Linked DNA regions of Triticum aestivum: region 2 is linked to region 1. Evidence: chromatin contacts called from public Hi-C data. All regions are on one chromosome and are shown on one strand. The core of a region is the stretch at or near the end of the contact, and the rest is flanking DNA. Distances in the headings are between cores, read along the strand shown.

Region 1 (2,784 bases), core at 150-2,649:
CGCCCCTTCATAGCCTCTGCTTCCGCATCGTCTGTGCCTCCATCTGGGTTGATAACTTCAAGCCCTTCATAGCCAACCAACCTGTAGACAGCACAAAACTGTTCATTAATTGTTTGAAAGTACCAAGTAAAGAACACAAATTTCTTCAACTAAAAGAATATATATTTACAGGGGAGACAGATAGACATCTGACAGCAAGCACATTTCAGAAGAATTCAAGCCGCAAAATGCAAAAGAGAAGAATAAAGTGAAGAGATGCCAAATGATGTGCATGTCACTTTCGCAGTATGCCAAACTTAAATCTGCATCCACCACTTGCGCCGCAATTCAGTGCAGAGCACACCCTGTCTGCTTTGAATTGCACATACAGAAATTGCATGTACTTAACTTTCACAATATCCTATTTGAGGCATTACATGCTAGTATACTAGATATCCAGAAAAAGAATCAACTTCAACCGATTATTGACTACTCCCTCCGTTCCTAAATATAAGCCCTTTCGAATGTAGTCCGTATTGAAATCTCTAAAAAAAGGCTTATATTTAGAAACGGAGAGAGTATATCATACTAGTATTAGGTAGGAATTGCTTTTTCTACATGCTGAACACACAGATCAGTGATCTCTACAGTGTTTCTACAAAACAGCAACTAAGCTACTCACCGGACAGTGCAATCATTGAGCTACAACAAACGATAGTACGAGATCATGTAACACTACGATCGCTAAAGTCTCGAGCTTGGAACTCAAACGAAGCACGCAATTCCACAATTCGCCAAAATCAGCTCACGGGGCCGACACCAAGGAGCTGAGATCGCGCGTGGAAGCAACAGATCAAATGGCGGAGAGGCAGCGGTAAGCATATGCATAGTTCCCGAAGAAATCGGGAGAGCTCGAGGCGGATCTGAAGAGATCGGGTAGGTAGGTAGGTAGGCCGGCGCGGAGACTCACCCGTTGACCGATTTGTGCACGGCGGTGCCCCAGCTGCGCACGCCCGCGGCGATCGAGGAGAAGAAGCCTCCGCCACCGCCCGACGACGCGGCCAGGTCCTGGTCCTTGGACCCCATCGCCGGCGATCTGCGCGGTCGGAGGGAAGCTCCGGCGCAGAGGAGTCGGGGAGGGGGATATGCTAGGGTTTGGGACGGCGCACGCGGAGGGGGCGGCCGCTAACCCCTGCCTAGAGGAGGTGGTGGTAGAGGAGCGCTGCTGAGGAGAGAGCGGCAGCGATGGCGATGGCGACGTCGCCGTGTGGGAGCAGGAATACTAGAACGAGACGAGAGAATTTGGAACGGCCGCGGGTGGTGAGAAGAAAAGGCCGAGCAGTCGGCGAAGCGAACCGGCCGCTTGAAGCGCAACGTGGGTAGGCGAGATGACCAGGATGCCCTCGCTGATTCCGCCCCGTTTACAATTCCAACTCTGTCGCCGGTGGACCGTTGCCGTTTCTCACTCGCTACACCGGCGATTTCTTAGATAGTACTCCCTCCGTTCCAAATTAGATGACTTAACTTTATACTAACTTTAATACAAAATTGGGTCATCTATTTTGGAACGGTCCAAATTAGATGACTTAACTTTATACTAACTTTAGTACAAAGTTGGGTCATCTATTTTGGAACGGAGGGAGTACAAGTGTGCCCGTGCGTTGCGTTGCTCGGGTGACAGTGCCGTTAAACGAATGGCTTTTTTAGAATGAAAAGTATGAATAGTATCATGAGGTGACATTAAGACCTACAAAATTTTATTCAACCACCGGTAGGGTAGACGCATCAATCAGTCTTGTTTCGGTTTGATATGTTGATGTCCAAAAGCAGAATTTTAGTTCAGGGATTGCTCGGATCTGCTTCAACTCCATGCTTAACCAACTACGCGGATCGGAGGCCTCTCATAGTATAATTTGGTGAAATTGCCGAAGCTTAGCTTTGTGAAGTCGAATCATATAGCTTAATATGTTTACGACGACAATGCCATCGCCAAGTGGCATAACTTAGTTCTGAATCCCCCTTCTGAAGAACCCAGTCGAAGCGCTATTCATGACGCCGCCGTTGTTCCCTTCTCACAAGCTCGCCACCGCCAAACCGCCAACCCTCCACCTCACTCTATTTAGCTCGCCACCACTCCATTGCCTCCCTCTCCTACCGCCGTCCTCCTCCCTTCATCACCCTCTTCCACATCATTGGCCTCCTCCCCAGCGTCGCCCTCTTCCCCGACACAAACCACCTCCCCGCCGTCGGCCTATACTACGCTCGTGATCAACCCCTCAAGCAACAGAAGTTGACCAACATGTCCAAAACGGTGCATCTCCTCCACGGATGCTGGAGCGCCGTGCTGAAGCTTCAATATTTCTAGACATTTCAGAATAGGCTTATATGTATGTTTCTTTCCCTCAAGTTGCCGCCCAATGAAATATTTTAGCATTGTTAACTTCAGCTAGAAATATAGTATATCTGTTTTGGTAATAGCTCATCTAAATAAATGATGTTTTTCATTGGTATACTCTGCACGCAATCTTTCATCAACCTCCCACACATTGATATAAAATCACTGCCATTTGACATTCAATCACCAATTGTAATGAAACTTTTTATTCTATTTTTTGCTGTCTCTACAGGGAATATCAAGGTCACGGCTACCAGATTTTTAGTTAACATAATGTTACAATAAAGAAATTTAAGGATATGTTACAAACTTCAATGTCACTACATTTACAATCCATATGTGATAAACAATAGTGGCCCGTAGCTCGTAGCTCGTACATGTACAATATCCATGTTAGAAGGTCCAGCACA
Region 2 (2,784 bases), core at 82-2,581, 350 kb before region 1:
CATCTCCGACGACGTCCTCTTCTGGAACACCATTCTTCTTGCGCCTCGTTTCGGTTGCTTGTAATTTACAGAGTTAACAACCGGTGGTTGCGCTGCTCATGGTTCGTCCCAGAACACAGATCTGCAAATAAATTATTAAAATCCCATTAGCAATTATAACAACAAAAGATACGTGGTTGCTATAGTACAAAAAGGAAAGATCATTCGTTGGGATCTCCGCAACAAGTCAGGATAAATCTCGGATAAACCCTTGATTAATTAAACAGGGGATGATCATAGTTAGCAGTGCAATTAATTACAAAAATTGTAGTCCCAAAACCCCAGGAGGATAGGGCCGGGCATGGAGCGCCCGAAATGATGAGAATTTTTTAAACCAGCTGCGCTCCAAACCCAATTGGTTTCATCAAAAGAACACAGGAAATGGAGGGAATTCGTACTTGCTCTCGTGATCCAAATTACTAGTAAGCGGAGAGAACAATCTTTGGGTTGAAATGGTTTCGCCGCCGTATTAAATGCACCCAAGAAAATTAAATTCGCCGGGCAAACCAAACCAGCACGCCAGGCGATCAAAGAGAAAAGCCTTTAAAAAACTCACATGCATCGGAATCCGTGAAGATTAAGCAACTGCCAAAAGGAAAGCGGACGCGTCGGTTAAAAAAAAAAGAGGGAAAGAAGAGCAAGCCCAGTGGGTGAAAACCAAGCAAGAATTCTCAAATCGCCGGGCGCCAGATCGGATCTTGGCGCCTAATTCCCGCAATTCGACGCGAATTTCGTCCGAAATGGGGCGGCCTGAGACGAACAGCTCGAAATGCGCGGCCTCCCGCTCCAAATTTCCCGAATTCTCACCATGACCGGCGTCGGAACCCGCCGATCACAGCAAAGCAAAAGAGTTTCAGGCAGAAATGGGCTTGGGGCCTCCCCGGAGGCCGGAAGAAAACCCCAGGCAGCCCCAGTTCCCCGAATTCCCCAAACCCAAGCAACGAAGGCGAGCCCCAGGCACAGAGGCTCGCAATTCAGCACAATTCGACGGAACCCCGTGGCCGGACTCACCTCAGAGGCAGAGATCCACGGCGGCCTCCGATCGCCCCCACCAACCGGCCCCGGATCACCGTACGGGGCTCCGCGGCGGAACCCTCCGGCGAGATCCCGCACCCAACAGGCAGGCGACCGCGCGCTGGTTTATTCCTCCTCCTCCCCCTCCCTCGCTCGCTTCCCTCCCCTCGCCTTCGCTTCTCTCTTGTGGCTTCCCTTTTTATTTATTTTCCCTCTCTCCTCCTCCTCCTCCTCCGGTTCTCCCCTCCCCTGTCGCGGACGTGTGGTGTGGTTTGGCCAAAACCCCTCAAAACCAACCCCCCCTTCTTAAACCCCCCAACCCCACGCCACCTGCTGCTCCCTGTTAAACCACGCGCCCACCGCCTGCACCCGGTCGCCCACACGCCAACGACCGCTTCCTCCACTCGTCGCCGTCCACCTGCCCCCCGTCCCCGATCCAACGAGCGGCAGCGCCCTTCCACGCGAGGGAGCTTTTTCCTACAGGCGGGAGTAGTTTCCGTGGACCCACCGCCCCGCGCCACGCGGCGAGGATCCCGGCCGTCGGTTTCCTGAGGGCGCCCACCGCCGTTGGATCGCGGGCGGTCCTTGAGTCTCTCGTAGCCACGAACGCGAGGAGCGATCCCTGTTAATCGCTGGGGGTTTAGGGAGGAGATTAGCGGGCCGTTTTTAGCAGTCGCGAAATAGAAACGTGGGGAAACAATTAGATTAGGGGGTTTCCCCTGGATTAATTTGGGAGGCCTCGGATTTTCTTGCGGCTTTTTCTCTTTTTTGCGGGGGTTTTGAGAGGCTATGCATGCGGTGCTGGTGGAGGAGAATGTTCAGGGGTGATGCTCGAAAAGGTGCTAAGATTCCGGAGCTTCTTCGGGGCAGGGCAGCAGGGCCGGATAATTTTTAGATAACAAGTTCGTGGCCTTTGTGGGTTTGGAGGGTGCACAATGCTCAACGAAATAACGCATGCGATTGCAAATTTTAGCATTGTAAATGTACAGTCACTAATAATATCCTCAAGGACGTTGGCCTAGTTTTTGTAATATATAGATGCGCTTAGTGTAATTCACTTATCATGCGGGTCGTTCCCATAATTATAGTAATCTTACGTACATTGTTCATGAAGAAATACTAGTATGCGGGTTTGATTATGCTATGTACTATGTATAATGGCCCAAGATCACAAGATGAGTAATTACTTTCTTCTTTTACCAACTATGGCAGAACCAAAATTCATTGAACTAGCATAATAAAAAAAAGTCCAATTAGTTCAAAATAACTTGTACAATTAAATCTAGTTTAATTACTACGCCGGTTAGAGAAAATAGCTTGTTAGTACCTAAAGGCCTTCCAAATGTATAGTTCCTTTCAGAATAAATATGTACTCCTATTTCATAAAACTAGACCAGGTACAAAAAAATATCTGGCAACTCTTATATAGGTAAATTCGAGTAATACTATTCAATTGTATAAATGTAAGCTAAATCACTTCTTTTTTAAAATCTAGCTTGTTTGCTAAGAAAAAGAAAACAAAAAGTGTAAGAAGACATCAATATATTTCTAAAGAGGCACTCCCAATGCATCATATCTTAAGCTATATCACATGCATTAAACATATATTTAGATATAGCTCCTCTATTTGGTTATATCATATTGTTGTATCTAAAAATACTACTACAAAATCAGCCATTGAAGATGGTTTTAGTACATGGGTCGGCGGCGGTTGCCCATTTGGCCTAAAAG

Evidence for each region. Hi-C and Micro-C count contacts between places; a contact is called where the count stands out from the background.
Region 2: a Hi-C map of leaf shows a contact between it and region 1, with 5 times the contacts expected there. The contact joins the promoter of LOC123085443 here to the promoter of LOC123085442 in region 1. A contact is called at or near these places in 4 of 5 Hi-C or Micro-C datasets (leaf and an unstated tissue) and 1 of 1 datasets of contacts at active chromatin or transcription factors (leaf).

The regions. Positions count from the first base shown.
Region 1 is chr4A:105,187,248-105,190,031 of IWGSC CS RefSeq v2.1, reverse strand. LOC123085442 (oxysterol-binding protein-related protein 3A) reads right to left here and starts at 1,399. Exons shown (of 10, transcript XM_044507072.1): 1 at 950-1,399; 2 at 1-81. The coding sequence starts at 1,065.
Region 2 is chr4A:105,539,356-105,542,139 of IWGSC CS RefSeq v2.1, reverse strand. It overlaps LOC123085443 (telomere repeat-binding protein 5), which reads right to left and starts at 1,331. Exons shown (of 10, transcript XM_044507073.1): 1 at 1,051-1,331; 2 at 1-121. The coding sequence starts at 33.